Linked DNA regions of Sus scrofa: region 1 is linked to region 2. A link is a contact called in public Hi-C data. All regions are on one chromosome and are shown on one strand. Each heading gives the region's core, a stretch centred on a gene start, on an enhancer-like site or on the middle of the called end of the contact. The rest is flanking DNA. Distances are from core to core; before and after follow the strand shown.

Region 1 (4,795 bases), core at 1,289-3,788, 85 kb before region 2:
TATCCCCACCCTGGCTCCCCAGTCACTCAGCCAGGACCCTTGTCTTGCCTGGGGTTGCGGGGTTGGCCCTGACCTCTTTCTGTGCCCAGCACACTGCCCTGGATCTCCTGGACCAAGGGCTGCAGGTCCATGTGGTAGTAGATGCCTGCACCTCCCGCAGGTGAGAGGGTCTCCCCAAAGGGTGGTGTGCCTGTGGGGTGGGGTGGGGGTACCCAGGAAGAACCAGGGGGTGGGATCCCTGCTGAGTCTGCCAGGTGTCTGGGTGTCCAGACCAAGGCGCCCACACCCCCCCTCCCCCTTGCAGCCAGGTGGACCGGCTGGTGGCTCTGTCCCGGATGCGGCAGAGCGGCGCCTTTCTCTCCACCAGTGAGGGGCTCATTCTGCAGCTCGTGGGTGATGCCGCCCATCCCCAGTTCAAGGAGGTACTGAACCCCGAAGGGAAGACTGCAGGTCAACACCGTCAGTCAGTGAAAGGAGAAGCTGTCCCGCAGCCACGAGGACCGTAGAGATGAAGCAGGCTGGGGGGCCGGGTGTGCAGAGAGGGGGTGGCCTAAGGTGGTCCTGTGGCCTCCTGGGAGAAGGTGATTTTAGAGTTGGGTGAAGATGGGAGGGAGCCAGGCAGGTGGGAAAGAACAGTCCAGCAGGGACCCTGTAGATGGGAGCCCTTTGACCCTTTCCCATCCACCCTTCTCCATTCTGGCATCAAGTCCAGCCTCTACACCTACCACCAGAGTGGCCTTCCTAGTACCCGTATCTGACCAGGTAGCCCCATAGTTTCACACCCTTGGCCTGAACTTGAGAGTCTCAGCCCTCTGTGGTCTGCCTCTTCCCTTCCTCTTAGTTCACTTCTGTTGAGCGTTTATTGAACACCTACTATATGCCGGCCACTGTGCCAGGTCCAGGGGCAATGGTAAAAGATAATCCATCTTCAATTTCACCTTGTGGCCTAGAGGTGGGGGCAGGGTGGGGAATGTGTGGAGTATGTGAGAAAAAAGATGGAGGCTGGCACCAGGAAGGACCCTCCTGGGGATGGCCTTAAAGTGAAGACCTGAGGAGTTCCCGCTGTGGTGCAATGGGCTCAGCGGTGTCTCCTGAGGCAAGTTAGTCCCTAGCTCTGCGCAGTGGGTTAAAGGATCCGGTGTTGCTCCAGCTACATTTGAATCTGATCCCTGACCTGGGAACTCCATATGCCACAGGGCAGCCAAAAAAGAAAAGAAAGAAAAAGCGAAGGGTTGAAAGGGGAGGTGCCAGTCATCCAAAAAGTTTTCCTGGCGGAGGAAACAGCTAAGGCAAAGGCCTGGAAGTGGGACTGAACTTGACTTACTCAGGGAACCATAGCAGGGCATGTGAGTGCTTGGTGAGTGTAGGAGCAGGGAGGCAAGGAAGAGTCTTCCCAAAGACGTTGCTGGGGATGGGAAGAGGCAGCCGTGGGGGTTCTACAAAGGGGAGCTGGATACGGTCAGATCTGGGATTGAGCCTGGGTGGCCAATGGATTTATGGCAGGAGGGAGGGAAACCAGGGTGGAGGCAGCAAGGGTACAGGCTTTGCTTATTTCTGTTTTTTATTTTCTGAAGGTCAGCATGACAGGCATTGCTGATGGGTGCAGCGCATGAGAAGGCAGTGCAAGAGAGGCTCAAGCTGTCTACTGATGTGGCTGGGGTTGGGGACAATGAGGCTGAGAGGTCAAGTTTGTGAGTCCAGACTTGAGGGGCAAGGTGTGGGCTGGATCTGAGTTGAGGGCTAGGAGAGGTGAGATTACTTAATAAGGAACAGGTGTAGGCTAGAAGCCCCAGGACAGTCTGTCACCCTTAGTGGTCCAAGCCAGCAAGGTGGACAAGCTGACAGGTGATCAGGAGCTAACACTGATGGCTAAGATGAAAGGGAGGCCCCAGGAAAAGTTTTGAGAAGAGGGAGTGTTTGGTTTGGCCAGTTGCTGCCAAGAAGGGAGATGAAAATGGAGACCTAACCCCTTGGATCTGACCCCTCCTTCTTTCTCCCTACAGATCCAAAAGATCATCAAGGAGCCTACCCCAGACAGCGGGCTGCTGGGCCTCTTCCATGGCCAGAACCCCCTCTTCCGCTGAACTCCCCACCCTGCCTGGAGGGGAGATGTCCCCCTTGTCACTGGGACCTTGGCGGAAGTGCTCTCCCCCCATTCTTGGATCCCAAGAGTGGTGCAGTCCACCGGGAGTACCGCCCCGTCAGGAGGGAGCTGGGTGCTGCCTTTCCATTGGACAGAAACTCCCGGAAATGCAAATGAGATTCTTGAAAGCCGGGCATGGATTGGCTGAGCCAAGCCAGAGGTGGGGCTCGGCCCCGGGCCACTTCAAGGTGTGGAAAGGGGAGGGGGTGGGAGTGTCACAGACTGTGTGGGACCTGGGCTCCGGGAATAAACATTGATGTGACTGTGGACTAAACCATTCTGGGGTATTGGGGGTATCCCGGGGGCGACCGGGGGTTGCAGGCGGCGGGTGGGGGAAGTGGGGTCCCCAGCAGATGGGGAGGGGGAGGTGCCTCTTCTCAACTACCAGCCGGTGCGAGGCAAAGGCGAGGGCTGCCCCCTGTCACATCTGCACTGAAGCGGGCGCGCATCTGCACAGAAAAGAACTGCCGCCCCGGGTCGCCCAACACTCTGCCTACCGGCCGCCCCCCGTCGGCGCGCGCGCGCACACGCCCAGCCCGGTTGGCTCGCAGACACGCGCTTGCTCTGCCTCCCCCGGCCGGCCCCCACGCCGCCACCACCCCCGACTCCCCCAGGGTCCCGCATCCGGAAAGTGAGGTGAGCAGTGACCGCACCCTGGTGCGGAGGGGGAAACTGCGGCACGAGGGACTTGGGGACGGGGAGGAAGGAAGAGACAGTCTTGCGGATGAATAGATGAATGGATGGGAAGGACGGACAGCTTCATCTGAGTGGTCCCTGGTCCCCTAAGACGCAGGAGCCAGGGGATCCACATGAGGGCTCCCAGAATTCTGTAGCCCCCTTGGAAATCTGGGAGTCGGGACTCTAGGTACCCTCCCCCCAGTCAAGGGCCCTCAGCCTCTAAAGATGCTCAGTCTCCCTCTCAACCTTGGGGGCCCAAGGAGGCAATTTCTTAAGTCCTCCAGGGACCCAGGCGTCAGAGCTCTCATCCAGACCGACTCCTTTGGGTAACCAGAGCCCCACCAACCGTGGATCCCAGACCCCTCCCAGAAAGCCCCGTCACCAGACCCCGGACCCCGGCGCCAGAGGGCCCAGTACCCCCTTCTCTCTCGGTAGGGACCTAGAAGTCCCAGCCTCCCCCCTCTGGCAGGAACGCTTGGGACAGGGTGCCGGCGCCCCCGGCCCCCGTCTTCCGGATCCAGGTGTCCCCCCTTCTCATCCCCCAGCTTGAAGCTTCGCGCTCGCGTCGCCATGGCAACAGGAGTCTATTTTGCGCTGAGAACACACAGCTCTCGCCGCAGCGCCCCCCCACCCCGCCCCTCCAACCGAGCTGAGTGAGAGTGGGGGACCCGGGAGGGAGATTGGGTGTCCGGGGTCGGGGGGGAGACACGGAGACACTCAGGGGACAGGGATCTGTAGACAGCAAACCTGACACACAGAGACATGCAGTCAAAGAGGTAGAGAGAGAGAGAGGGATGAGGAGGCCAGGGGAAGACACAGGATGTAGAGAGATGGGGCAGAGGGAAGGAGGGAATGCCGGCACACAGAAAACGGATTCAGGAAAGGGGACAGCAAGAGACGGAGACGTGGGACAGAGACTCAGACGCAAAGATGCGCTGAGACACGTAAAGAGACAGACACCATTAGGGATGAGAGACCTGCCGGCTAACCAAGGGAGGGGAAGTGGGAGGCGAGGTCCCGGGAGCAGGGAAGAAAGGGAGACACAGAGACTCCCAGAGACAGAGACCCAAGAAGACAGGAAGGCCCAGGGACCTGCGCAGGCCGTGGGGAGTGCGGGGAGGCTCCGCATCCCTCCCTCGATCCCCGCCTCCCGAATGGCGAGCCGGGGGCGGCGCCGGGTCCCCCGATTCTGCCTCTGCGTCCCGGAACTGGGATGCCCGCCCCCCACCCGAACCCCTCCCCTTCTTCCTCCGCCTTCCCGGTCCCTCCTGTCCGCCCCCTCTAGAACCTATATCGCGCCTTCAACTGCCCGCTTCCCACACCCTTACCCCAAACCCATCCTCACCCTGCTATTTCCAGGAGGCCCTCAGCCCCCACCCCGCCACCAACTGCGGACCCCTCTCCAGCCCCCAGCTGCTAAGATCTGGGCTTCTGACTTTTTCTGGGTCTCCTTCCCTCCGCAGCCCTCTGCTCTCCCTCTCTGGTTCTCTTTCCCTCTCTCTGTCTTTCCAACTGTGAACCCCAGTTCTCTGGGTCTTGCCTCTCCTCTGAGTATTTGTATCCCCCATCATATCTTGCCCTCTGGGTCTCTGCCCTCCGAGGTCTCTGTCCTCTTTTCCTTGGGTATCTATACGCCCTTCTCTCCATCTCTATCCCCTCTCTCTGAGTGTCTGTCCCCCTCTCTCTGGATGTCTTTCCCCCTCTCTATGGGTCCCTGACCCCCCTCTCTGGGTCTCTATCCCCCCCCCTGGATGTCTGTCCCCCTCTCTGGGTCCCTGTCCCCCTCTCTGGGTCTCTGTCCCCCTATCTCTGGGTCTTTATCCCCCCCCCGGATGTCTGTCCCCCTCTCTGGGTCCCTGTCCCACTCTCTGGGTCCCTGACCCTCTCTCTGGGTCCCTGCCCGCCCCGGTCCCTGTTCCCCTCTCTGGGTGTCTGTCCCCCTCTCTCTGGGTCCCTGTCCCCCCCCCCCGGGTC
Region 2 (4,947 bases), core at 1,802-4,301:
TCCCAGCAGCCCCCGGGGTGGGGTGGGGGAGCCCCCTGACCAGCCTGGGGCCCTGGGCTGCGAGCCGTGCCCTCTTACCAAGCTCGGGTGGACACAATCTTGGCTCCGTTCGTCTCCATGGAATAACGGGTACAGGGCAAGATGGTAAAGCCACTCTCAGGCAGGAAGGCGCGGAGGTAGCGATAGATCTGGGGGAGGTGAGGGGGTGGGCGGGGTGAGGAGGTGGGGCAGGGTCGTCGGCCCTCTCTCTCCTGGGTGCTAGTTCTGCTTTGCCACTGACTCGCTGTGTGGTCTCGGGGAGCTCACTTCCCCTCTCGGGGGCCTCAGTCTCCTCATCTGTCAAATGAAGAGGTTGGACTCCATCTCAGAGGGCCCCCCAGCTCTCCTTTCCTAGGAGTCTCTGAGCCTTGCCTCAGATGGTCCCGATGGCGAGGAAGTCGGGGAGTCGCAGGGAGGGGACGCTGTGCTGAGGGTCTGCCCGGCCACTGGGCAGAGGACCTGGGACAAGCGGACGCGGTGGGGGGAGGCGCAGGGCCGAGGGGGGGTAAGGGAAGGGCTCCCTCACGTGGGTCTTGAGGGCAGCCTCCTGCCGCGGGCCCCGGCTCTGGAAGTAGTGGGCCATCCAGCCTCCCAGCGTCAGGGCCCGGTACGCAGCCTCCAGGTCCCGCTGCCTCAGGAAGGCCTCCAGCGCTGAGCGCAGGTGGTGCTGTCGCCGCAGGGGGGGCACGGGGCTGGGGGAGAGGTCACGCCTGGGTCCCAGGGCCTTGGCCTATTCCCTCCGGGCCTTCCCGGGCCCCACCCCCGCCCCCGCTCGGGGCTGAGGAGGACGGGGCCGCGGGGTGGCGGGGAAAGGGAAGGGGTCCCGACCCTCGGTCCGCCCTCTTCCAGGCCCCCTCACCTGACGTTCATCTTATGGGTGCGGAAGCCGAGGTAGGGGTCCAGGACGAGGCTGGTGGCAAGGTCGTCGTTCTCACACAGTTCCCTGGCGGTCACGCGGTCGGGCCCCATGGTGCCCCACGCACCATGCTGTCTCCGGCGGGGAGTGGAGAGGGCAGCGCAGGGGCAGGGACGGCGCCCTGGGCGCGTGCCTGCTCTGTGCCACTTGTACACTCTGCGCGACGCTGGCAAACCCTTCGGTCTCCTCATCTATAAAGAAGGGAGAAAAGCCATACTGACTTCACAGGGGCGACAGCGATGGTGAAACGCAACAAGTGCTTTTGACAGCAGGGAGGCCCCCAAGAAACGCCAGCCACCATCGTTAGTATCTGCACCTTCTCAGGCTCGGGAGCACAGACACAAACCCCCCAACCCCCTATGGACCCCCCCCTCCATGGGCACACGCAGATTCCCTGAGACCTCCATAGGCGTGCGCGCACGCGCACACACACACACACACACACACGCGTGTGCGCACGCATGTCCCTACTGGCCCGGGAAGGCTGATTAATTGGCAGATTGGGATAACCCTAAAGGCTTAGTCCTGCAGGAGGTGGGAGTCAGGGGGGACCCAGCTCCATCTCCAGCCCTCACCAAGGAAAACGCCAAGGCTTCCTGCCCTGCCAGAACTGCTTGTTCTTGCACCCACCCCCACTCTCTGCTGGCCTTGGCCTCCACCCCCCTCCCCAGTAGCCCTTGGGAGTCCTCAGAAGGCTCTGGGTGAAACCCCAGGCAGCCTGGGGGGGGGGGTGAGGCGAGGGAGAGCAAAGGAGGGATCCCAGCACCTGCTCCCTCTCCAAGGATTCCGGGGGAGGGAGGGGCGCAGAGGACAAAGCGGGGGAGGGGGAGAGAGAAGGAACAGTATGGAGAAGCAGAAGAGGCCCATAAAAAAGGAGGAGAAAGACAGGGATTAGCCAAAGGCAACAAAACAAGCCTCCTAACCCCACTGCAGAGGGCCTGCGGGGGGGGGGGCCCACACCATGGTGCCTCGGAATGGGGGGTGGAAGACAGACTGGGAGCTAGAGCGGCTGGGAAAGGGGGTCGAGAAGACACGAAGGCTGGGGATAAAGAGGGGGTGCCGCGGGTGGGCGCTGGGACAGAAAGGAGGCTACAGAGGGGCATGTGGGGAAAGAGAAAAATGGACACTGTGGGGTGGGAGCTGGGGCAGAGTGACGGGCCAGCGTGCCTGCAGGAGGGACAGAGGCCTGCGGGATAGCTTGGGGATCCAGGGAGGACCCCAGAAAAGCCAGCAGGGTGACAAGGGGGCCAACGAAAGCAGAGAAGAACCTGCAGCTCCGGGGAAGAGTCCTGAGCAGGTCGAGGGGGGCGGCTAGGGGGTCCAGTACAGGGCTTGGAAAAGCAAACAGGGATGGGGAAGTCCTAGGGAGCCGGGGAGGAGCGTAGAACGGCCTTGAGGAAAGAGCCTGGGCTCCAAGGAAGGGCCTGGGTAGGCGGTGAGAGTGCAGGGGAAGGGCCTGAGGTCCAGAGGGAAACTGGGGGAAGCAGACAGGGGCCTGCGCAAGACGGCGGTGGGGGGGCTCCAGCGGCCTGGGTAGGCGGTGAGAGTGCAGGGGAAGGGCCTGAGGACCAGAGGGCAACTGGGGAAGCAGACAGGCTCCTGGGGAAGACTGGGGGCTCCAGGGAAGGACTTGGCTAGGCGGTGAGAGTGCAGGGGAAAAGCCTCAAGTCCAGGAAGGGGAGGAAGAGTCAGCGCAGAGGGCGAGCTGAGGGTCCAGGGAAGGGCCTGGAGCGCGAGAGCGGGGCCGGGGGAAGGCCCGGGGCTGCGGAGAGGGCCCCGGGTGAAGAAGCACGGGGAAGGGGCTAGGCGCAGCGAGCACCCTGAGGCTCGCCGAAGGGCGGGGAGACGTGGGCGCCTGGACACGAGGAAGGGCCGGGTGGGGCGGGGACAGTCGGGGCTAGGGACGACCCGAAGCCAAGGCAGCGCGGGGCGGGGGCCGAGAAGGGGCTCAGAGGTCGGGCCCCGCGCCGCCCCTCACCCGCTTCTCCTCCTCCTCCTCCTCTGGCGCCCGCGCCGCCGATGCCACCACCTCCCACTGCCTCTTCCAGCTCTCGTCAGACACGGTCGCCGCGCCTCCAGTCGGCCCCGCCGGGCCTGCCCCGCCACGGCCACCGTGTCCTCCCATTGGCCAAGGTGGCCGCCACTCTTCAGTTGCTACGAAGCTCGCGCCACTCCTATTGGCCAAGATCCGCTCTGGCCCTCCCCGCCCGCCCCCGGCAGTGCCCCTACAAAACCCCGCCACGCCCGCCTTGCCGTCAAGCGCCGCCAACTGCGTCCAGTGGACGCCACTGCTGTCCTTCATCTGCTACCATGGAGACGTATCCCCGCCCACAACCCGAAATCGACGCCCTCATTGGGCAAAAGCGCCGTCCCTCCCGGCAAAACTCCGGTTTGGGTCGGGTTATTCGGGTCCTAGGGGAAAGAGGGCGGGTTCCGCCGGCTTCAGAGCCCGCGTGTGATTGGCCGGCCTTGGAACGACTCGTCCTTCCATTGGTTCAGGTCTCCGCCCGTCACCTTAGAGTCGCGACCTGCCTATTCTCTTTCTCTGGTGAAGCCTTTCGCCACCGGAGGGAGAAAGCAGGGGCAGGCGGGAGGGGGGTGAATGCGCGCGCACCTCCGTCGCCACGCCGGGAGAGGACCCTGGTTGCCAAGGCGACAAAACTTTATTGACAGCCCTGCCGGATACAAAGGACTCTTCAATCTCTCTTCCTCCCTTTTGGACCCCAAATACCCTGTTTAATTTTGAGTATCCACATTAACACTCTGTGAGTGAACAGGTCAGAAAGAGGGCGATGGAGAGGTGGGGGTTTTGGAGGAAGCCCTGGCTCGTGGGGCGCTCCCATGGGGCACCCCCCTCCCCTAATTGGAATCACCCCCCTGCAGCAACCCTAGAGGCAAACATAATTAGCAATGCATCATAATTAAGCCCGGAATAATAAGTTCCACAGTTGGATCAGAAGGTCTTTGTTTTGCTGACTGCCATATATCCTGTGCGTTTGGAACAATGTGGGGCGCAGAGTAGGTACTTCGTGTATTTGTCCTGGAGTCAATCAATGTATGACGCTGGTTTCTGCGTCCCTTCGCTGTGTGACGTTGGAGAAATGGTTTGCCCTCTCTGGGCCTCAGGCTCACATCTATAAAACAAGAACCACACTGGTCCCTCTTTGAAGCGTCCAACTTAACACTCTCCTAAGTGTCCTTCATCCGTTCGTCCAGGCTCCCACCCTCTGTTCTTACTATTCCTTCTGCAACTGGGACGACTCCTGGAACTGAGACACCCCTAACCCAGACACCCCCTCCCATAAGGATGGCTACAGCTCCGGAGGAGAGAAGAAGCCTCACCCAGAGCAGGGGAGCCAGCAAGCTGAAAGGACCCTATAAAAAGCTCGGCTCTTCGGGAAAGTTCTATGTACCAGTATATCTGAACGTTGAAAGTGCAGCCCATCTATCAGCGGGTGTACATCCTAGAGAAACTAAAAAATGTGAACAAAAATATAAGCACACTAATGCTTGCAAGAGTGATGTTTGTAACGGTGAAAAACTAGAGACGGCTTAAATGTCCATCACATAGGGCATGAATAAATGGATCCTGGCATAGTTTCACAGGGAAGCACCATACAGCCGTGAAAGTGGTTGAACTAGCACTCCATATATCAACCTGGACGACCCCAAAGCATGCTGCTAGTTGCAGAAGTCTTATGTAGTCGAATGCAGGAAGTTTTAAAACGCATAAAGCAGGGTTTGCGTGTGACACGTGTAATTCCGCGCAAAAGTGCATGGGTACAGCTAAGCGACCGGGGCAGGAGCAAGGGCTGCGGATAGCCCTAGTAGCGACCCCTAGGGGCGGAGGGGAAGGCATGCAATCAGGGAAGCTCCTCGGATCTATGTGTAATTTGTTTTGTTAAGCCTGAGGTGGAAGCCGTGAGTTCTGTATATTCACTGTTCTTTTTCGACGTTTCAAAAATATTTCGAAATGCAAATAAAATTTTGAC

What was found. A called contact is a pair of places that touch in the nucleus more often than the background predicts.
Region 1: a Hi-C map of liver shows a contact between it and region 2, with 4 times the contacts expected there. The contact joins the promoter of SHISA7 here to the promoter of KMT5C in region 2. A contact is called at or near these places in 1 of 5 promoter capture datasets (liver), 4 of 47 Hi-C or Micro-C datasets (heart right ventricle, liver, retroperitoneal adipose tissue and 1 more) and 1 of 2 datasets of contacts at active chromatin or transcription factors (alveolar macrophages).

The regions. Positions count from the first base shown.
Region 1 is chr6:59,599,722-59,604,516 of Sscrofa11.1, reverse strand. SHISA7 (protein shisa-7) reads left to right here and starts at 2,538. Exons shown (of 5, transcript XM_021095036.1): 1 at 2,538-2,779. ISOC2 (isochorismatase domain-containing protein 2) reads left to right here. Exons shown (of 6, transcript XM_021095040.1): 4 at 90-160; 5 at 305-422; 6 at 2,004-2,417. The coding sequence ends at 2,084.
Region 2 is chr6:59,515,162-59,520,108 of Sscrofa11.1, reverse strand. It overlaps KMT5C (histone-lysine N-methyltransferase KMT5C), which reads right to left and starts at 3,051. Exons shown (of 9, transcript XM_021095006.1): 1 at 2,934-3,051; 2 at 899-1,146; 3 at 566-731; 4 at 79-188. The coding sequence starts at 1,146.